Linked DNA regions of Macaca mulatta: region 1 is linked to region 2. A link is a contact called in public Hi-C data. All regions are on one chromosome and are shown on one strand. The core of a region is the stretch at or near the end of the contact, and the rest is flanking DNA. Distances in the headings are between cores, read along the strand shown.

Region 1 (4,973 bases), core at 1,548-4,047, 120 kb before region 2:
AAACTATTCATAAACATATTACAATTAGAAACATTTTACTTTAAAAGCAACATGAATATATATATATATATATATTCAGTGCTAGAGTATGTGACACCAATAAGTGCAAACTATTAGTACTCATTGGTTTAACAACAAAAAGCAGCATATTAATGACAGTAGCAGAGATGTATTTCTTTGTAGGGAATACAAAATCCCTACAAAATAGGGATTTAGCAAACAAAGATAAGTAGACATTCAATGGCCAGAACTACCCACCAAGAAACAGCTGACTGGTTGTTTCATTTTTAAACAGGGCTTTTCAGGGGTGGGGGTGGGGGTGGTGGGGAAACTGTTGTTGAATATGTGCATGTAAAGTTCTCAAATTTGAGAGCTAAAAAGTTTCAAATTGGGCATCAAAATAAACTATGTTACAGAAATGTACGGAACAGTTTTAAGACATTTAACAGGTGAAAACCATATTTACTTACCAAGTTTCTCCAAATAGTAAAGGTGACGCTTTTAGGGGAAGCAAGGCTTAATCTGATGGTTAAAAAACACGGGCAATCGTGTAAAAGAATCCTGAAGGGATATGACTATGAATACTATTTCTTCAGGAGGCACAAGTCTCTTTGCAACATAAAGGGTAAGTAAAGGAATACTGTTGATGGTTAAGTTATTCATAGCAAAGACAGGAAGTTAAGTACAAAAAGAATCCATACCACAAAAACCTGCATATTGGTTGATAAACTTTCAACATACTGCCTAATGAAATGCTAATAACTTATTATTTTTTTTTTACTTAAAAAAACATTTGGCAATATCGAAGTCACACTAGGTGACTTCATCTCTTTATCTTTTTCACAGCATTCTGACTTATTTTATTTGGTCCTCAAGAAGTGTCAACAAGACTCTTACCAGGCCAGGCGCGGTGGCTCACACCTGTAATCCCAGCACTTTGGGAGGCTGAGGTGGGTGGATCACCTGAGGCCAGGAGTTTGAGGCCAGCCTGGTCAACATGGTGAAACCCCATTTCTACTAAAAATACAAAAATTAGCTGGGTGTGGTGGTAGGCACCTGTAATCCCACTACTATGGTGGCTGAGGCAGGAGAATCCCTTGAACCCAGGGGCAGAGGCTACAGTGAGCTGAGATCGTGCCACTACACTCCAGCCTGGGCAACAGAGGCTCTGTCTCAAAAAAAAAAAAAAAAAAAAAAAAAAGACTCTTACCTAAGTTAAGTATAGAGTGGGAAACAAACTAGCAAGCAAATGATTACAATATGAAGTACTATGAAAGGAGCACAGTGAAGCAATGAACAGAAAAAGGAGGAACAGAAATACTAAATTATAATACTTTCTTAAGATAATCGACATCAAATCCAGAATGTCTTTAACCCACAGAACCTCAATATCACAACACATTATAATACTCTTATGTGTTCTGATGTAAAAGTATCAGCCACCTTTCAAAATATATCAACCAAACTCCGGGCTAATTTCAAATACCCTGGCTAGTCAGTTATTTTGCAGGACAAATGGTAGGTAGAACTTCTTTCTCAAAACAGTGCATGGTCAAACTGCTATAATGGATATAGAAGTTCACATTCCTTTCCAAAATACATGTGATGGGGACAACTCTCGTGATAATTCTAATTTGGATCTAACACGTATTAGGAATGCTCTCTGAATGGTAGTTCTTGGTATAGGAGTGCTACATAAGTAAAGCTTTTATTTCATCATTATAGTTGAAAAAGAAAGTTATCACCAAATCTCTATAAACATTACTGTGCATGAGACAACTACATCTTTTGGCACCAGATGAACTGAGAATAGGTAGTAAAGTTCGGTATAAGTCATCCCCAAACTACTGACCCAGAGATTTTTCCTTGAATAACAACTCAATTGAGAGAAAATATACACTTCTCTGCTATACTTTTTCTCGAAAAAACCATGTCTTTTGCTTAATAAAAATTTTAAAAGCCTAAATTTTGTGGATAAAGAGACCCAGGGATGACTGTGTATTTAACCCGAAAATATTTCCTTATCTTAGGTTTTCTGTTATGCTTAGCATAGTTAACCTAACATATGCTTAACACAGTTCTATTCTCATTGTCGCCAACATAAAACAAACTGATAGTAACAGTAATAAACTCAAGTCTCATTTAGTTTTGATTCAAAGGGTGACTCATTCAATTATCAGATGAAAAACTACTCGGACCCCGCTCTTTCCAACACGGTGCCCGTCCCACACGTTTCTCAGGTAAGAGTCCAGTTTGGTTTCCACTGAGAAGCAGGGGGAAATTTCGGTAGAACTGTTGGGGCGGAAGAAAAGATGGAATTCTCAGACCTGGAAAAAGCAAACTGCTCAGCGTCCTGAGCTGGGGGTAAGAGTTAGGGTGTCACGACGTTCTCCCGAGGCCGCCCCATCGTCAAGGCATTCTCACTTTCGGCATATTGTAGAGGCTGTACAATCCACTCGGCCCACTTTCCTTTACGAGATTCCTCTGCTGGAACAACGACGCCTCTGGAACACAGGATGACCTACACGGAGCCGGCGACGAGGCCCACGACAGCGCGGGTGGCGGCGGTGCTGTCCAGCCACTTCCCGCGCAGGGACGGGAAAGGGAGGTGTTAGCCCGGGGCCTACCCGCTCTCGAACACCCATGTCACTGGACACAAACCAAAGTGAGTTCTTGGAGAAACCGAGCTTGGGATTAGTCACCTGAGGTATGTGTGTGATTCCCGCAGTGGAGACCACAGCCGCCTTCTTTAATCAGAGAGACCAGACTTGCTTCTCCCTCACCGGCCGCCGATCCTCCTCAGCGTGCGCTTCGGTCACCCGACTGCGCATGCGGAACCTCCTCGTATTGCGCAAGCGTTGAACGAATAGAGACCCCTCTTCATCATTAACCATAGAGTCTGGGTCCTCCGAGAACAAGGACGAATGTAGATCATGGAAGGACCCGAAAAGTACGGTTTCTCGCTATCTTAGCTTTAGCTAAGTAACATTCAAGGCGCGAGAAAGACATAGGACTCTGATTCCTTGCCCCTGAAGAATGTATCCTCGTTCACAGTTTCAGCTAACCATGAGATGGCGCTGTGACCAGAGACGACAGGTGGAGAGAAACAAGGCGTGCACGCTTCGCTCCTAGTCTTTGGCCTGGCACGTGCCGCGTATTGCGCAGCCTCAGGGAAGCTGGATGGGGAGGGGTTGGGAGGCGAACCGGAATTGAGGGATGGTTCCGCGGTGCGCGCGCCTAGACATCCGGGCAACGCCTCTGTTCTGTCCTCCCCCTTCCTCCTCTTGACAACCGGAAGCGGAAGTGAAAATGGGTGTCCCTGCTGCTTCTTAGCAACGAGAGGGGGTCAAGTGACACAACCAGCTGACTCCTGTAGAGGAAGTCACTGTGGAGGCCAGTTCTGGAGCTGTTGTAGCCTCGGTTGCCCGGCCGGGGACCCGAGCCGAACAGTTATCGTCAGAATGTCGGGCAAAGACCGAATTGAAATCTTTCCCTCGAGAATGTAAGTAAAGGAATGGGATGAGCCGCTTTCACAGGGTTAGGAACCCAGAGCGCGATCCCTTCAGACCCTGGGCCACAGTGAGGGTCCTTGTTTCTTGAGCTTTTCCCAGGCTCTTTTCTTGAGTCTAGGGCGAAGCTTCGTGACGGCCTCTTCGCACATTCCTCCTGAGTGAATCAGGCTGGATGAAGCGATCCCAGCGGGTAGGAAAAGGCGCCCGGCCGGCGGGCTTTTGTGGAGGCCCGCTGTCTTTATTCATTAATGGATTCATCCATTCCACATACCCTTACTGAGCCGGGCACTGGATTTATATAACTGAACCGTCGCCACCTCTGCCCTCACAGAGCTCACAGTTTATGTAGCCAGACATTCGTCTGGAAAGGCCAAGGAGGTTTTAATAAATGCTCTGAGAAGGGACGTTTACTGAGGATATAGAAGAGGTCCCTAAGCCAAAGTGGGGATGGAATCGAATCGCCTTAGCATAGTCCTCGGATTCGATCTTGGATCCCCTTACTCATTTTCCAAGATCCCACCAAATGTCACCGGCTGTGAGAGGATATCCCTGTGTTTCTGAGGCACAGCTTTTGCTCTCTCACCGCTGCACCTTGTTAAGACCTGTGTTAATACCAGTCATCACATTGTAAAGTAGATATTTGTTTATGTGTCTTTCTCTCCCACTAGACTGTGGGCTCTCTCCAGGAGGAAAGAATGTCTTAACAATCCATAGAAGGTCCACAAAAAAATATTTCTTGAAAGAACTCATGCTTGGGAATACGCTCAGTTGTGGGCTACCTTTCTTTTGGGGCCTGAATTCTTTGTCAGGAAAGTGGCATATCACTGTAGGTTTTTGGCTAGTTTGTAAAGAAAATTTTGACGTTTTCTCAAATGTGCCCAACAACTCGCTCCCTTTCTCCTCCTCATCCTGTTTATTTTTATTTATTTAGTTTGTTGTTTGTTTTAATAAGAGACAGGGTCTCGCTCTGTCTCCCAGGCTGAAGTGCAGTGGTGTGATCATAGCTCACTGCAGCCTCAAACTCCTGGGCTCAAGCGATCCTCCCGCCTCAGCCTCCCTGGCGGCTGGGATTATAGGTGGGAGCCACCGCGCCTGGCTTTCCCTTTTTCTTTACAGTGAGGAAGCAGAAAATCAGTTTTAACCCTGACATTTAGATCCTTTTATTGTGGTCCTATCTCTGTGGGGGTGTTTTGTTGTTTTTCCTCTTTCTGTCCTTTCTCTGAGAGAATCTGAGGACGCTTAAAATAAAAGTCACATTCAAACCTGAAGCCCAGATTTGTCTCTGCCAGGGTGACTACATAGCTCTTAATGAAATGAAGTTTTTAAATTTTTTACCTTCACCTATTGACTTTCTAATAGCTGTTCGCACTAAGTAGGCAGCAAGCTAGTTGTGGGGAAATAAAGATGGGGACTATCCCGGGTTAGTGGCAACTGCAGAACTCCTAGCACGTGATGACTCAG
Region 2 (5,249 bases), core at 113-2,612:
GGATCTAGTAAAAAAAAAAAAAAAAATCGGTAGTTCTTAATTCAAGGACGCTTATTTAATAAGTTTCATTACCACCAATACTTTAAAGACACCAATAACCAACACGTCATTTGTTCCTACTGCAGAATTTAACAGGTTATTAACTTCTGGTAAAATCCAAAAGCATAATTAGTAAACTATCATTAAAACATGATATTGTTTTTTTAAAAAATCGGAAATATTAACACCTTTCACTGTGTCAAATCAAAATTTCAAAATTTTTGTTCAACTGACTTTCCGAATCTAAATTTTTACTATTCTAAACAAGTATGGAGACAAAACACACACTCTATACTACGTCTAAAATCTTCCCAATCATCAGATTTTAATTTTAGCATAAACTGCCAAGAAAAACCTTTCGACCGAAACTTACATTCCATACACATTACTGTACGTCAATCAACAGAAGGTGAGTTATGATCATTAGAAAGTTACATAATTTACTACAAAGATCGTTTCAAGCAACCTTCATTAAACATAGAATACAACAATGTACAGGCTTCAAATTCAACGTGCAACCTTAAATTATCAGAAACCATCAACAAAATTAGGCTTTTCTTTAAAACTGGTCACAAGGAAGCAGGAACTGTTTGCCTGTTTAAGAACGCAATAGGCAGCAGAATACCAGCAGCTGAGTCAGGCAGAGGAACGCTGACTACATTCTGACTTCTAAAGGAAAGCGTTCCCTCGCCGGATTCCCAGACCCGGCCGGGGGGAGTCCCGCGCGTCGCGACATCGGGGCGGGAGCGCAGGGGGCAGACGACTCCCCGCCGCGCCCCCTGCACCTCGGGCCCGGCTGGCTGTGGCCCGCGCCAAGGTGCATGCCCAGCCAAGCAGAAGGAGCGGGCACCGCGCAGGCAGCGTTGCTCCGAGGGACAAAGGTTGGGCTCACACCCTCCACCGCCGAAGCTGCCGCGCCTGAGGAAGCCCGCCTGGCGGCCCGGGGTCTCCCGCTGGCCAGAGTTTGAGCGGCGTGTGGGGGAAGGGGAGCCCGGCCGCCCCTCCCCCGCCGCGCTCCCGGGGACCTGTTGATTAAGATCTCCACAGCCCAGCCGCCGCCGAACCACCTCTTACCTCCGCGCCTCGGCTCCGCGGAGCCTCCCGCCCGGCTGCTCCTAAGCACTGCAGAAGCGACAGCTCTCCGGCGGCCCTTAAAATACCGGATAAAGAATCCAGAAACTCCCGACTCCCCACCTCAGAATCCTTAGTCCCCGCCCCCGCCCCACCGCCAACCTCCTCCGTCGCCGCCGTCGCCGCCGCAGCCGCCAGCAACTCCACTTCTAGACCGCGCGAGACCGGCCCCTGCGGCCGCCGCGAGACCGCGCACGCGCCCCCGGGACTCTGGCGCAGCGGGCGCGCGGATCCCAGTCCCACCCCGCCCGTGAGAGGCTGGCGCGGCTCGCCCAATCCCGAGCCGGCGCGGAGAGAGCGCCCGGTCATTGGTCCTCTCCACAGCTCCCGCCGGGTGCGCGCAGTCGCGCGCCTCTAAGTCTAAAACCCGGGCTGCTAGGAGCTGGCTGTCCCTGCGGAGCCGCTTCGGGGTTTGGCCCGCGGGCTGTGTGGGGACGCGAGGCTTCCCTGGGTTTCTACATCCCTTGGCTGTTCTGTCTCTGGATGACGGCTCCTGAAGAAAATCCGAGTCCTCCTGAAGAGATTCCTCATGTCCTGTCTAGTTAGTCTCACAATCTAACATTTCTTTTTTTAAAAAAAATGACGTAAACACCTGGATGTGTGCAGTGTTCCACAGAAGACTCCAGAAAGCCACCAGCAGCACTGACTTCTGAAAACCAGAAAGCAAGGATGGCAAGGACTAGAACTATTTCCCAGAAGTCTCCCGAAGGGACAGAGAGTTACGCAGACCAGCCCATGTCCCGGGCATGGCTGGCGCCCTCGGGACCTGGATGTGCCACCCTTGGAATGGGGCAGGGCTCTGGCGGGTGCGGGCGGAAGTCAGAGCAGATTGGAGTACGTTCTAAGGAGAAATACCAGCAAATGTGTCTCGACACTTGCAATAAAAGCCCTCGGATGGTCTCTGTCTTGACAGTACCTTCCGAGGAAGCCCATCCCACCTTTGAACCCTTGCAAGGTTTGTTAATCGACCTCTCCTTCTATGAGGCCAAAATATGCTTATGATTCCAGCCGAGGTGTACGGTTTCCCCCAGGGGGCATAGTCCTCCCTCAAAGCCTTCGTATATGCCATTTCCATTTCTCTCGGTTTTCCTCATTTTGTCCCACTGTGTTTTTCCATCTCGCAACGTCCTCAGGTCCTGACTTTCAAGTTCTTTCACATTCTTCCCCATTACGCTCCTCTGGACAGCCTATGGATTGTTAGTGTCCCTCACTAAGGACACTGTGATGCTCTGAACGAAGCAAACTATTGTTCGTGGTGGTGAAGATCTTTGGGGATGCCTACCCTTCCCAGATTTGTTATCCCTCTCAAATCTGATAAGCATTCTGTCCAAGTGTTTAATAAGACAGAGCTGAGGACAGAAGTCTGCTGTATGCCACTAAAGACCTTAATGCTCCTGTCATCAAAAAATTTCTCAGTAGGCTTCGAATACAGATGGACGACACAACCGAACTGTCTTCTTGGCCCATATTCCTCCACAAAGATGCCAGAACTGGCGAAATGCCTAACTGAAATCCAGATAAAGTCTCCAGGATTCCTAGAAACTATTAGCCATACCCCAAAAGGAAAAAAACGGTTAGTGTGTTTGACTTACTTCCTTTTCTAAGTTCGTTTGTTTTTGTTTTTGTTTGAGAGGGGGTTTTGCTCTTTTGTCCAGGCTGGAGTAAAGTGGCACGATCTTGGATCGCTGCAACCTCTGCTCCCCGGGTTCAAGCGATTCTCCTCCCTCAGCCTGCCCAGTATCTGGGATTGCAGGTGCCCGCCACCACGCCCGGCTAATTTTTGTATTGTTAGGAGAGACGGGGTTTCGCCACATTGGCCAAGCTGGTCTTGAATTCCTGACCTCAGGTAATCCACCTTTCTCAGCCTTCCAAAGTGCTAGGATTACAGGCGTGAGCCACTGTGCCCAGCCTCTAAGTTCTTAAATATATAACATAAATAATAATTCAAGAAGCTTCCTCCAGCTCCTCAATGAATTCTTCTTTCTCTAGCTTATATATTTCTCATCTTTGGCACTATTGACATTTGGGCTGGATAATTCTTGTGGGGACTGTCCTGTGCATCATAGGATGTTTAGGAGCATCCCCAGCCTCTACCCGCTAGGTGCCAGTAGCATCACCCTCCCCAATGTGACAATCAGAAACGTCTCCAGACATTACCAAAGCTCATGGGGAGAGATGGGCAAAATCATCTTCAGGTAAGAACTGCAGATCTAGCTGTTCAAAGAAAGGACCTCTTTGGAAAGATAGTATATCTTTATCCATAACTTCTAATCTCTTGGCCCCAGGCAGTTTTTCTTTTTTCTTTCTTTCTTTTTTTTTTTGAGACGGTGTCTCGCTCTGTTGCCCAGGCTGGAGTGCAGCGGCGCGATCTTGGCTCCCTGCAAGCTCCGCCTCCCAGGTTTACGCCATTCTCCTGCCTCAGCCTCCCGAGTAGCTGGGACTACAGGCGCCCGCCACCACTCCCGGCTACTTTTTTGTATTTTTTTAGTAGAGACGAGGTTTCACCGTGTTAGCCAGGATGGTCTTGATCTCCTGACCTGGTGATCCGCCCGTCTCAGCCTCCCAAAGTGCTGGGATTACAGGCTTGAGCCACCGCACCCGGCCGGCAGTTTTTCAAAACAACAAAATACACACACAAAAAAAGCCTCCATCCAAATGAACCCTCCAAGTACCTAGCCTTGCTTCCTCAGCTGCTTAGATACCGTCACAGGACCCCACCCTAATAAAATGATTATTATTGTGAGTGTGAGATAGCAGACCAGCTGCTTATCTCAAAATATGTGAAATTCCTTTTTAAAGTGCTATAACAATTCAGAAGGGCATTTTTTCAGGAAAAGAAGTGCTATAAAAATGTTAGTTAATGGCCTGGCATGGTGGCTTACACCTGTAATCCCAGCACATTGGGAGGCCGAGGTGTATGAATCCCTTGAGCCCAGGAGTTCAAGACCAGCCTTGGCGATATGGCAAAAACCCATCTCTACAGAAAATACAATATTAGGTAGGCATGATGGTATGTGCTTATAGTCCCAGCTACCTGGGAGGCCGAGATAGGAGGATCATCTAGGCCTGGGAGGCTGAAGCTGCGGTGAGCTGAGATCATACAACTGCACTCCAGCCTGGGCAATAGAGTGAGACCCTGTCTCAAAAACAAAAGTTATTTATCCTAAAGATATTTTCATGTTAAAAGAGGGCAGATCCTACAGCAAATAACAAATCTACTCTCTAGTGGGTCAGGTGCAGTGACTCACACCTGTGATCCCAACAGTTTGGGAGGCCAAAGTGGGAGAATTGCTTGAGCCCAAGAATTCAAAACTAGCCTGGGCAACATAGGGAGACCCATCTCTACAAAAAAATTTAACAATTAGCTGGGTGTGGTGGTACGCTCCTGTAGTCCTAGCTATTTGGGAAGCTGAGGTGGGAGGATCCCTTGAGCCCAGGAGATCTAGGCTGCAGTGAGCTGTGATTGTGCCACTGTACTCTAGCCTGAGCAACAGAGCAAGACCATGTCTCAAAAAAAAAAAAAAAAAAAAAGAAAAGAAAAGAAAAAAATAAATCTATTTTCTGGTGAATTGAGCCAATCCCAGAGTCTCTAAGTCATACAAATTACTGGTGTATATGCAAAAACTGAAGGGTAGCTGAAAGAGTGAAAGGTATAGAAACTGGAGGCGTAGTAATTAGATTTGGGTTTTAGCTTTGCTGCTAACTAGTTCTGTGATTTAGATGTGTGACAAGCTTCCTGGGCCTAAATATTCTCATCTATAATGTAAAGGGGTTAACTACTCCTTTTTTCCCCCTAGTTTTAGGATTCTGGTAGCCTCTGCATATAGAGTCTATAACATGGATAGCATAGGAGGTTAAGAGAATATAATATTCCCCCCATAATGGAAAGAAATGGATAATCTGTGGTTTAAAACCCCCTGTCAGAAGGGCTGTTCATCCTTGTCAGAAGGCAGTTCACCTGCTGAGTCACTCTAACAAATTTGTAACTAAATATTATGGGTGAGTAGTGAAAGTCTAACTGTAAAACCGGGAGTAAGGTGGACAGTCACGATAGTAAATACCCTCCCTTCTTCCTCTTC

The links. A called contact is a pair of places that touch in the nucleus more often than the background predicts.
Region 1: a Hi-C map of fetal cortex germinal zone shows a contact between it and region 2, with 3 times the contacts expected there. The contact joins the promoter of EIF2S1 here to the promoter of PALS1 in region 2. A contact is called at or near these places in 3 of 14 Hi-C or Micro-C datasets (fetal cortex germinal zone and liver).

What each region holds. Positions count from the first base shown.
Region 1 is chr7:140,524,233-140,529,205 of T2T-MMU8v2.0, reverse strand. EIF2S1 (eukaryotic translation initiation factor 2 subunit alpha) reads right to left here and starts at 2,797. Exons shown (of 8, transcript NM_001257466.1): 1 at 2,703-2,797. ATP6V1D (ATPase H+ transporting V1 subunit D) reads left to right here and starts at 3,305. Exons shown (of 9, transcript NM_001195715.1): 1 at 3,305-3,502. The coding sequence starts at 3,462.
Region 2 is chr7:140,405,375-140,410,623 of T2T-MMU8v2.0, reverse strand. It overlaps PALS1 (protein associated with LIN7 1, MAGUK p55 family member), which reads right to left and starts at 1,362. Exons shown (of 14, transcript XM_077941198.1): 1 at 1,114-1,362.